3 separate regions of the Sus scrofa genome follow, and regions 1 and 2 are each linked to region 3. The links are chromatin contacts, called in public promoter capture Hi-C and targeted proximity ligation maps. All regions are on one chromosome and are shown on one strand. The core of a region is the stretch at or near the end of the contact, and the rest is flanking DNA. Distances in the headings are between cores, read along the strand shown. Region 1 overlaps ACO2 (aconitase 2). Region 2 overlaps LOC110260631 (a long non-coding RNA gene). Region 3 holds the start of PHF5A (PHD finger-like domain-containing protein 5A).

Region 1 (3,940 bases), core at 1,089-3,588, 43 kb before region 3:
GGCTTTGTAAGTGCCTCCCCGAATCTCCATTTCCTCATCTGTTAGCACGGTTATAAAGGCCGCCCCATCTTGACCCCGGATTGTGATGAGAACCAGATGACCTGGGATGCAAGAATATGTCCTGTGACAAGCCCGGGGACATGTGCTGACCACACTTCCTGCCTCACATGGTGGACACGTGGAGTGTGCTTATCTAGCTTCTCAACAGGGCAGACCGTCTTTCATGGCCTGACTCCAGCACCCGCAAGGGAGCACTGGGGACCCGGTGGAGCTCAGGCCAGGAGTTCTTCCACTGCTGAACTGAAACAAAGTACAGACAACGCCTCTCCGGCCTCGGCAGCCTGGAAGCGGCTCGGAGCCCAGAGCAACTTGCTTAAGGAAGATGATGACTTGGCTCATGACCTTTCCTGGTTCAGGGTCCCTGCTTCCTCGAGGCCCCTCTCCTAGCTGGGAAGGAGCTGGCCAGGGGCACAGTCCCCAAATACCTGACGAAGCTACAGGGGCAGCTTCCCAGTAAGATCTGCCCGCCACCCAGACACCTGAGATGCTGGCCACTGGGGGCTACACGACTGCTCTAGGAAAGCCGTGGCCAAAACGAACCACGCCTGGGTCTGGGTTCTGGCCCCACCACCTTCTAGTAGTCACTTCCTCTCCAAGCCTAGGCTTCCCATCTAAAAAAGTTGCTGGAATTCCCGTCGTGGCTCAGTGGCAATGAACCCGACTAGCATCCTTGAGGACGCAGATTCCATCCCTGGCCTCGCTCAGTGGGTTAAGGATCCAGCGTTGCCATGAGCTGTGGAGTAGCCTGGTGGCTACAGCTCTGATTTGACCCCTAGCCTGGGAACTTCCGTATGCCACGGGTGCAGCCCTAAAAAGACACACACCCCCCAAAAAGAAAAATGTTGCTAACGACAGTGTTCGCCTCATCGGGTCACAGCAATCACTCAATGGAACAGGCACATCAAGCTGTAGCAGTGCCTGGGAGAGGCATTGTTTGTATTTATTATTTTGCAGCAGGCTTCTTCATCTGAGGCTCTGCTGACCTGTCAGATGGAATTACACCCCGACACACACCTAAGGATGTTGGGGAGGACATACGAGATCGAGGACGTGAAAGGCTCTGTGAACTGTCAGAACCGACTGAATGGGGGCAGGCTCCCCGGAATATCACAGAACCCCAGGACCTCTGCCTCGGGCGAGGCATCTTGCCCAGTAGACTCAGCAAGGTTCGAGGGGGCTCGGCTCCTTGGAAACGCATCGAGTTAGAAGACCCGGTTTCTTCCCCAGGAACGAGGCAGCCGGCTGGGAGAACAGGCCAGCACAGAAGAAATCCCTGACAGAGAACAGCTGTTGGAGAGGACACCGTTTAACTGTTTCAGTTCTCTGGCCCACCTTGCCTCGGCCATGTGCAAAGATTTAAAACTAGTTAACCTCTCAAGTTCCTCAAGGTTGGAAAAGGCTGATCCGTGAAGACCAGACACAGAGAATTCAGTTTGGTCGCACAGCAGAGACCGACTGTGGTCCATGTCAGAGGGGAGTGATCAGTGCAGACCCGAGGACCGCAGGAAGCAACACAAAGCACTGGCTGTGGCGGTGACCTCAGCGGTCGGATGGGGGTGTGGCGGGGAGAAGGGTATTTAGTCCAGAAGGCTGGACTACCATCCAGAAGGTAAAACTGGAAAGTGAGCCATCCGTCTGCACGACACACGTACACTGAGGACCTATTCTCTACTGACTGGCACCGGCCCGAGCTAGCGAAGAGAGTGAGCCCCCATTCCTGTGCCTGCAGCGCACGAAAGGCCGAAGGCAAGGCACCTGGCACACACCGTGCTCGTGATGAGACGGGCCCCCCAGAGGATCACACACGGAGCCGAGCGCTGGGCCCAGAGGGCCTGGGACTTCACGGCGGGAAGGGGAGAGCGTGCAGAGGAGGAAGGCTCACCAGGGCCTGCGAGGCGGAGGGAGAGGGACGAAGGCTTGACTTGGACACGGTGGATTAAAGCCGCCTGACACCAAGGGCAAAGAAGGGTAGAGCTGCACAGAGATCACGGGATCCCCGGCAAGTTCCCTTTTAAAGGAGCAAATGCATCAGGCTGTTCGCCTCGTTGGTGGCCAGTGGCAGGTGTGAGCTGCCAGCACTCACAGCTCCAAACTTTGACCCCGAAGCTGCCAAAAAGGCCTGGGCGTTTGTACTGAGGTGGAACGGGGACACTTGGATCGAGGTCAACCTGACAACAAAAGGCCAAGCCTGGGTCCCTGACTCCCAAGCCCTGCTGCTGAGAGGCTCTCTGGTGCCTGCAGACCATGTGACCTGCCCTTCCCAGGGCGCCCCTTCCTGGCCAGGGCCATGGTCTGAAAGGGCAGAGTGGGGATCTGCGGGCTCTGGTTTCAGAGTGCGGCAGTGCTGAGAGCCCTCAGGGTCGGATTACAGCCTGACTCAGCTTGTCCTGAAGGAAGGCCGGGAAGTGAGGCCGGGAAGTGAGGCCTGGGGAGGGTCACCTTGGGAAGGTACGATGGAGGCAGGTTTCACAATCAGGATGGATGCAAACGGACTCTAACCAGTACACACCCCACAAGCCAGTCAGCGAGCCTGAGCAGGCATGAAAGCTAAGCACCCATCTCCCCAGAAACACACACAAACACACACACTTGAACTTACAGACAGAACTGCCTAGCAAGACATAACCCATCTTTGGGGAGACCCCAGGAGAACGCCTGCCCTAGGCAGCCACGCGGCCTGTGGTCCCTCCATCCTCTGGAACACCAGCAAGGGGCTGAGGTCACCAAGCAGCACAGGGGGGTGGAACTCTGACGCCAGGGCCAGGCTGCCTGGATGCGAAGCCTGGCTCCACGATCGGCCAGCTGGGTGGCCCTGGGCGAGGAGATGAACTGCATTGCGCCCCAGTGTCCCCATCTGTGAGGTGTGGACGATAAAACCACCAGCCTCATAGCATCAAGGCGAGGCCAGGGTTACCATCTGCAGATAGTGGTGGCTGGCACACAGTGTGCACTCATCAAATTAGCTAACCACTCAACAAGGCAGAACACTCGTGGAAGAAAGCAAAACAGAAGACAAATGGTACCACAATGCTTGGAAGAAGATGTGGCAGGAAACATGTCACCTTAAAATGATGGTTACCAAGCGGGTCAGAGGGGACTATTTTATTTATTTAATTTTTTCCCCCTTTTATTATTATTTTTAATTAACATAGTTGATTTACAATGTACCAATTTCTGCTGTACAGCAAAGTGACCCAGCCATATACATATACATATATGAAACATACATATACATATATATATATATGAAACATACATATACATATAAGATACATATATAAGAAAGTTACATATATATATCACCGGGTCACTCGGTTGTGTGTGTGTGTGTGGTATAGAAGGGACTCTTCTCTTTCTTATGTTGGAAGGGACTACTTCAATTTCTCACACAGAGAGTGAGAATGTATAACCTGACATACAAAAATTAATTTTAAAATGAAAGAAGAGGAGCCTAAGGGCTCGGAGAGGTCATCCAATTCCTCCTCGGCCCCGTGAACCCCCTGCTCCCGCAGGCCCGCAGGTGCTCTCTGTTCCTGAAGGGCAGCCTGTTCCCCTGCCCACACCCAAAGGCGGCCAGGCCCTGCTTTACCTGGTGAATGATTCCGGAGCCAGGCCTCCAGAAGCCCACGCCGTACTTGGCACCTGCAGTTGCCAGGAAGTTATACACTTCCTGGTTTATGTCCTGTTGAGACAAATCAATAACCAGGGCATCAGCAACAGTGTGCTCGTGCCTCCTCCCTTCACCCCACCCCGACTCCGAAATGCTGGCACCGTGAAGACAGGCCCTCTGCCGGAGACTTCGACAAACAGTTTCCAAAAGGCTTGGACGGTGGCCCACAGTCCGCCGGCAGGCCCAGGAGAACGGCAAAGGTACAGAGAC
Region 2 (3,658 bases), core at 772-3,271, 46 kb after region 3:
CATCTTCTTAGAGTCCTGGGGTCAGGGACGTTGCCCAGCCTTGCCACAGACCTAGATCAAAGCAGTTCTGTACTCAGACCTCAGAAAAGAGCCATGCACTTCAGCCCTGAGTGACCTGGCCCTGCTGACTTGGAGACACCTGCAGCCCAGGAGCCAAAGGAGGCTGAGTATGTAGCCCCTGCTCCTGCTGACGACGGAGAAGCAGCTCACAAAAAGGGCTCTCGCTCTCCTGGGTCCAGGCGTCGGCCTGCACGGTTGGGAATGTTTGCTGAACTGAGAACATGTTGAGGGCTGGTGAGGGCTGGTGAGGGGCTGGGGGCACCCATCTTCAACCCAGTCTCTGATTTCCTCTGCTGCTCAGCCCTGTCTCTGGCTGGCAGCTTTCCCAGCTTAGGTGCTGGAGTCGGGAGTGCCAGCCAGGCTGGCGTAGCACAGTGCAGAGGCATGTGAGGGCTGTCTGGCAGTTTGGTACAGTCAGGGGAGGGGGCATGTGTCCAGCTGTGGAGGTTTGTCCTCCAGGCAGGTGGGTGGCAGAAGTGCAGCATGTCAGGCACCTGTATGTTATCTGTGTGGCACAGCCTGATGGTACAGAGAGAGAAACAGCTTAGGGAGGTAGAGCCACTTGCTGGGGCCACAGAGCTGCTCTCTGGCTGCCTCCCATACCCTCTGATGGGCCCCCTCCCCATGGCTGTCAGTTGCCAGGCCCTGAGGGGCTCACCTCCAAGTAGGCACCTCAGTGGCAGCTGCCAGGTGTCTGTGAGGCTGGTGTCCCATTCTATGGATAAAATTCAGAGGCCCAGACAGGGAAGTGACTTGCCCAAGATCACATCCCAAATTGGTGATGGAGGCAGATTTGAACCCAGGACTAACTCCAAACCTGTGTTTTTTGCTTTTGGCTGCACCCATGGCAGGCGGAAGTTCCAAGCCAGGGATAAGACCCATGCCACAGCTGTAACTATAGCCACAGCAGTGACAACACCAGATCTTTAAGCTGCTGAGCCACCAGGGAGCTCCCTCTTAGTCTGTATTCTTATCTGCCACATGCTGGCCAGAGATCTCCCAGCTTTGACATATTCCAAGCCCACAGTTCCTGTGGCAGCACAAATCTGTGTTTGTAAGAGTATTTGTATACAAAGTAGAAAACACAGTGGGTTACAACAGGTCGTCTCCAGAAACAGATCTCAGGTTCACAAATTTCAGGGAAGGTCTTCATAGACCCAGTTGGGGCACGTGTTCCATCATTGACCAATCAACTGTGCCTACAACGGATTGGGTCACATGTTCACTCCTTGACCAATCACCTGTGCCCAGGGCTGACCCTGTAGCAGCCCCTGGACACCACAAGGTAGCTCGGGGGGTGGGGCAGCTTTGACCCTGGAAACTAGATTCTGTTTGAGTTACATTTGCCTCCCTGGGCTTCTTCTTTTTTTTTTTTTTTTTGTATTTTTAGGGCTGCGCCTGCAGCATATGGAGGTTCCCAGGCTAGGGGTCTAATTGGAGCTGTAGTCGCCGGCCTACGCCAGAGCCACAGCAACAAGGGATCCGAGCTACGTCTGCCACCTACACCACAGCTCACAGCAACGCTGGATCCTTAACCCACTGAGTGAGGCCAGGGATTGAACCCAAGTCCTCATGGATGCTAGTCAGGTTCGTTTCCACCGAGCCATGACGGGAACTTCTCCCGGGCTTTCTTGACCTCTTATTCCCAACCTCAGGGACAGGAGACTAGGGTGACAGGGTTCTAAGCACCTAAGGTCCTCTTGTAACTGCTTTCCTTGTGCCTTACCCCTTAGACCAGCTAGTCAGGCTGCATCTGCCTGCGAACTGAGGTGTATGGATGGGGGTCAGAAGCTGCCCGAAGGACTCGGTTCTGTGCCCAATTCGTATGGGAGCCGTGGGGGTAAGTCACCTCCACTCACCCTTCTGGTCTTGGCTTAAATGTCACCCACACAGAGGTCGTCCCTGTCCTCTCCCAGATCCCCTATCTTCTCAGCCACACCACTTACCACAACCCATCATTCTATTATTTTTTGTCCTTGTAATGTTTGTCTTTCCAAGCAGACTGTGAAGGCTGGCAGCAAGGTTGACACCAAATAGACATTTAGTAAATATTTGCTGAATGAGGTTTCTCTAAACTTTGATTTCCCTGTCTGTACAAAGGAGTGACAACACCCCCCACTGTGAAATAAGATAGAGCCTCAGAGCACCCAGCCCAGGCCTAGGACGCAGCAGGTGTTCAGGATCCTGGGAGCTGGGACGAGGGGAGGCTGGGCTGGAAGGCTCTGGAAGCTCTCAGGAGCAGCAAGCTCCAAGAGCACAAGTGGTGAAAAGCTGGAACCCGAGGATAAGGAGAGTCTGGGAATTTGAATTTGAAACCCACTCTGGGTTTGAATTTTAGCCTTGCTGTTTAGTTTGGGGGCATATCACTTTGCTTTTCTGAGCTTCAATGTTTATTGGTAAAATAGCCACTTAAAGCCCACCGTGGGGAGTTCCCATGAACTGGTGAAGTAGTGAACCTGACTAGTATCCCTGAGATCAGAGGTTCAATCCCTGGCCTTGCTCAGTAGGTTGAGAATTTGGTGGTGCCATGGGCTGTGGAGTAGGCTGTAGAAATGGCTCAGATCCCGCTTTGCTGTGGCTGTGGCCAGCAGCTGCAGCTCCGATTCGAACCCTAGCCTGGGAAATTTCATATGCTGTGGGTGCGGCCCTAAAAGGAAAAAAAAAAGTCCACCTTGAGGTTCCTGCTGTGGCACGGTGGGTTAGGAATCTGACTGCAGTGGCTTGGGTTGCTGTGGAGGCGTGGGTTTGATCTCTGGCCCAGCGCAGTGGGTTAAAGGATGTAGCATGGCTGCAGCTGCAGCACAGGTCTCAGCTGCAGCTCGGATTCAATCCCTGGCCTGGGAACTTCCATATGCCAAGGGTGTGGCCATAAAAAAAAAAGTCCACCTTGCCAGTCCATCTCCAAACTCCAAATGCATGTTTTTCTCTAGAAACAAAACAGTTCCTGGTTCCTTCCAACCTCAGGAGCCCTGAATGTTAACAACATGAAGCATGGGAATGGGAAGCAGGGGAGAACGGCCTCGTTGTGTAAAGTCAGCTCCAGGGCTCACTGAGGAGGCGGCAGCGCCAGCTCTGCACACGGAGGGAGCAGAAGCAGCGTGACGAGGGCCTGGAACTGCAGGGAGGGGGGTGAATTTGCAGTGGGCACTGCCAAGGATGAGGCCACCAATTCTGTGCCCACCCCACGAGTCTGGGCCCATCCTGAGCAGGGGACCTGGGGACATCAATGCTGAGCAAATCAGCATGACAGTTCTGGTGCTCAGCAAATGGCTTTACCCTTGGGTATAAAATTGTCTTTTAATTGTGACTGTCTCATGGCAGTAGACAGAAAATGTGGCAGAAGCAGAAAAGGAAAACCTCTAGAATCCCACCACCAGCCCCCAACTCTTCCAGACTTTTTTTTTTTTTTTTTTTTTGGCTGCCCCCATGGCGTGCAGAAGCTTCCAGGCCAGGGATCAAACCCATGCCACAGCAGTGACAACATGGGATCCTTTTTTTTTTTTTTTTTTTGCTTTTTAGGGCTGCACCTGTGATGTACGGAAGTTCCCAGGCTAGGGGTCCACCACAGCCACAGCAACGCCAGATCCAAGCCACGTCT
Region 3 (3,456 bases), core at 811-3,310:
ATAAAGCAAAAAAGAAACCTGAATGGAAACCAATCACCAAGTACTTCACATAAATGTTTGTCAAAGGAGAAAATCCCCAACTGACAGAAGGGGAAACTGAGATTCAGTTCCCAAGTTCAAGATCACTTGGTCAGGGTAGAATATGAACTATGGGAGTTCTCCTGTGGAGCAGCTGGTTAAAGATCCAGTGTTGCTATTGCAGTGGCGTGGGTTGCTGCTGCGGCATGGGTTCAATCCCTGGCCCAGGAAATTCTGCAGGTGTGGCCAAAAAAAAGAATACAACCTGTGGTACTGGTATGGTCCAGATCTCTTTCTGTAGGGGTCTAATGGTCATGCTTTCCAAAATCCTGTGTCAGTTCAAAAATACTGTGATATCAGTCCTCTCTTCCAGGCTCAACAGATCTGTAATAATTTATCTTTTCAAACAATCTTGCCCAGATTCACTACAGATGGGACAGCAAGATCAGCAAGAAACAACTACTTCCACATTGTTAACTTGGAGAAACAAAAAAATCTAAGAGAAAATTTGGACAAATCCTTGTCTTTGCCCAGAATTGAGAGACCCTAAGTATTTTAAGATAAATGATTTCCCTTTAAACCATATGGTTTAAATTTTAGCAATGTAACTTTAAAAAAAAAAAAAAAAACTTCTGACAACACAATACTTTCTGAGAGTACAGTACACTACTTCTTTTTAAATTCTGCAATAATAGTTGTGCTACTTGATCCAATGTAGATTCACAAATTTAAATGTAAAAGGTTGTCGGAGAATGCTTGCTTGATTTTTTATTAACGAAATACGTTCTTGACATTGAACCTTTGAGTGTAACATCTTCCTAGGGTTGTCAAGTCAGGAGTGAAAAAAAAAGAAATGGCAGTCAGTCAATCTTCTAGATGGTTCAAAAGAGGACAGTCAAGGTCAAACTGTTGAGTCTCTTTTACCCTCCCCATCTAGTAACTGAAAAGCAACTGATTGTGAGCTCAAAATACGCCATTCTGGAACTCCCACAAATACAAATGTCAGCTCCAGGACCACACTCTGGCTCAAAAAGTTCTGTGAGGGCAGGCTGAAAGGGACAAGGAGAATGGGGAGTAGTAGGGCAGATGCTCAGGCCACAGCACTTTGGTAAGACTCAGAGAGCAGAACTTTTACCTGTTTTCTAACAGCGTCATCACCTATCAAATAAAAATAATCATCTCCAGAAATGATGATATGAATCAAACGATGTGGTGAGGAATTAAGTCTTGCAATCTTGTGCAAAGCTGAGAGACTACTGTCATCATTACTATTTGCTACATCTGGGCACGGAACCCACCCCCTCGAATTCTTGGGTACATGTTCCGCAGGATCCCCACAAGATGGAATAGGTCATAGTTTTTTTTTTTTCCCCCCCTACAGACTCCATGTTTGGCAACCGTAGATGCACCTGGCTAGCAACTCTGTGCTACTGAGATGAAAAGTGAGGCCTTCAGGCTCTGGGCCTAGCGCGCTTACCAACCACCGCGCCCCCCAGTCACCTTGTCCTCACCTTGAGGAACGGGGGAGGAAAAAAAAAAAAAAAAAAAAAAGCCTTACGGGGGAAGAAACTGCGGTCCTCAAAAATGAGAAAGACGTGCCTCCACTCTTCACCCGGCCGCCGCTTCTTAGGCCCTTGCTTCCAGCGGGGCGGGGACAGGGCTGAGAGCTGACTGAGCCGGGGACGCCCTGACCTCGGGCGCCAGAGGAGCGGGTATTTGCGCTGGGCCCGCGCAAGGGACAGGTACGCGAAAAGTCGGCCGGAGGTCAGGCCCGCCTCGCCTTGCCTTGCCCATAGCCGCAAGCGCAAAAGAGGTACCCCGCCCCCGTAAACCTAGAGGGCTCTCGGTTCGCTCACCTGCAGCCGGGTCACCAGTAGGCTGTAAGGCGCCATTTTGTGCACTGACAAAGATGAGGTCGCTTGAAAGTGACGTGACACGCGGCTTATTTAAGGCCTTCGGTGAGGGGCGTGACCTGAGGAGAAACGCGTCACGCTGAAGGCGTTCCCGCGAGCGACGTGGGCGGAGCTCCAGAGTCAACCTGGGAATTGGGAGAGAGCTGCCTAAAAAGTTGGGGTAGTAAATACCCGGCACAAAGATATCAAAGTGCAAATTTCGTCTTTGCGCTCTGCAACTTGTCCCTCCCATTCAAATCTGGGAAAGTTTTTTTTTTTTTTTTTCCCTAAATGACCCGCACACCCCTACCAAGACCTGACTCCCCCACTGCCAACGGGAATTCGTCTTCGGAATTTAAGTGCTTTGATCACGCGAGAATGAGCGGGGCTTGGTGCAAAGATTGCAAACGCTGATGGACGCCTAGAGAACCAATCAGGGCGACGAGGAGGCAGGAACAATCAGGGTTAAAGGTCTGGCGGAAGCTCCCTAAGCTTCCGGTGGTTTGAGCGCGAGCGATGGCTAAGCATCACCCGGACTTGATTTTTTGCCGCAAGCAGGCTGGTGTTGGTGAGACGGTCTTCTGCCCCCGGCTGTTTGGGTGGGGATGGTATTAGGACCTTAAGAGTCCGGGGTTCCCATTACTCCTTTAGGGTGTTGCTTCGGAGGCGCCCCGTTTCCCGCCTCGCCGCCGGTAGTGTAGGAGCGCGTGGGTTTGTGGGCTCAGATGAAAGGGGGGCGGGGGCGCGCGTGCTGAGAGCTGGAGAGGGGCTGCGGAGATAGAGAAATTCTCAGTTTTCCCAGGACCTGGGAGGTCTTACGAGGGTGCGGATTTGGTTCGGATTGAAGTTTATGAGAATACGATGGTTAAGACCTCTCAGGGCTCACTGCAGACCCTGTACCTGTCCCCAACTCAAGCTCGAGGCTTTTGTCCCCTCTTCTAAACCTTAATCCTAATTGTACTCTTTATCACCTTTGATCTTGCAGCCATTGGAAGACTGTGTGAAAAATGTGAGTGGAACACGCTTCTCCAAACAGCCCACCCCTCCCACTCAGCTTCTATAGTGGCAGCAACGGACATTTTCAGCGGTGCCACGAAGAGGGCTTTGGATAGACATGATTGGAAGCATGTTAATACAAAGCCAGACTGCAACTAAAGGCCACCTTCCCGCTCCAACTTGTACATTTTAGGCACTGTATTTAGGTTTTGACAAAACCTCTAGCTTTGGACCAGAAGTAGCATGACCCTGCCCCCAACACACACAGCATTCTGCCAGTCAATTATATAGACTTATCTACCGACTGCTATTCTAAGCCCTTTATATTAATTGATTAGCTTTCCTATGTGTTGGGGAGATTGAGAAATGGACGCTAGGTAAACCAATTTTATAATGCCAAAATAGAGGGCTAAAGTCACTGTCAGAAGGACATAGTGTTTTTACCCATAGCAGGAAGAGGACCTGAGGTACTTGCAAGTGGGCGTAATTCAACCTCTTTTCCTTACAGGTGATGGCAAGTGTGTGATCTGTGACTCCTACGTGCGTCCCT

What was found. Promoter capture Hi-C pulls out the DNA fragments that hold promoters and counts their contacts.
Region 1: a contact with region 3 is called in a targeted proximity ligation map of skeletal muscle. A contact is called at or near these places in 2 of 5 promoter capture datasets (fetal skeletal muscle and liver), 15 of 47 Hi-C or Micro-C datasets (alveolar macrophages, embryonic fibroblasts, fetal heart ventricle and 6 more) and 2 of 2 datasets of targeted methods (alveolar macrophages and skeletal muscle).
Region 2: a promoter capture Hi-C map of liver shows a contact between it and region 3, with 3 times the contacts expected there. A contact is called at or near these places in 1 of 5 promoter capture datasets (liver), 21 of 47 Hi-C or Micro-C datasets (alveolar macrophages, blood, brain and 10 more) and 2 of 2 datasets of targeted methods (alveolar macrophages and skeletal muscle).

Annotation. Positions count from the first base shown.
Region 1 is chr5:7,026,258-7,030,197 of Sscrofa11.1, forward strand. It overlaps ACO2 (aconitase 2), which reads right to left. Exons shown (of 19, transcript NM_213954.1): 4 at 3,650-3,742. Among named protein-coding and RNA genes, the nearest start is that of POLR3H, 29 kb to the left of the region's middle.
Region 2 is chr5:7,115,265-7,118,922 of Sscrofa11.1, forward strand. It overlaps LOC110260631 (a long non-coding RNA gene), which reads left to right. Exons shown (of 3, transcript XR_002343883.1): 3 at 1,794-2,581. Among named protein-coding and RNA genes, the nearest start is that of TEF, 18 kb to the right of the region's middle.
Region 3 is chr5:7,069,085-7,072,540 of Sscrofa11.1, forward strand. PHF5A (PHD finger-like domain-containing protein 5A) reads left to right here and starts at 2,061. Exons shown (of 4, transcript XM_021091456.1): 1 at 2,061-2,478; 2 at 2,896-2,919; 3 at 3,415-3,456. The coding sequence starts at 2,427. ACO2 (aconitase 2) reads right to left here and starts at 1,939. Exons shown (of 19, transcript NM_213954.1): 1 at 1,875-1,939. The coding sequence starts at 1,910.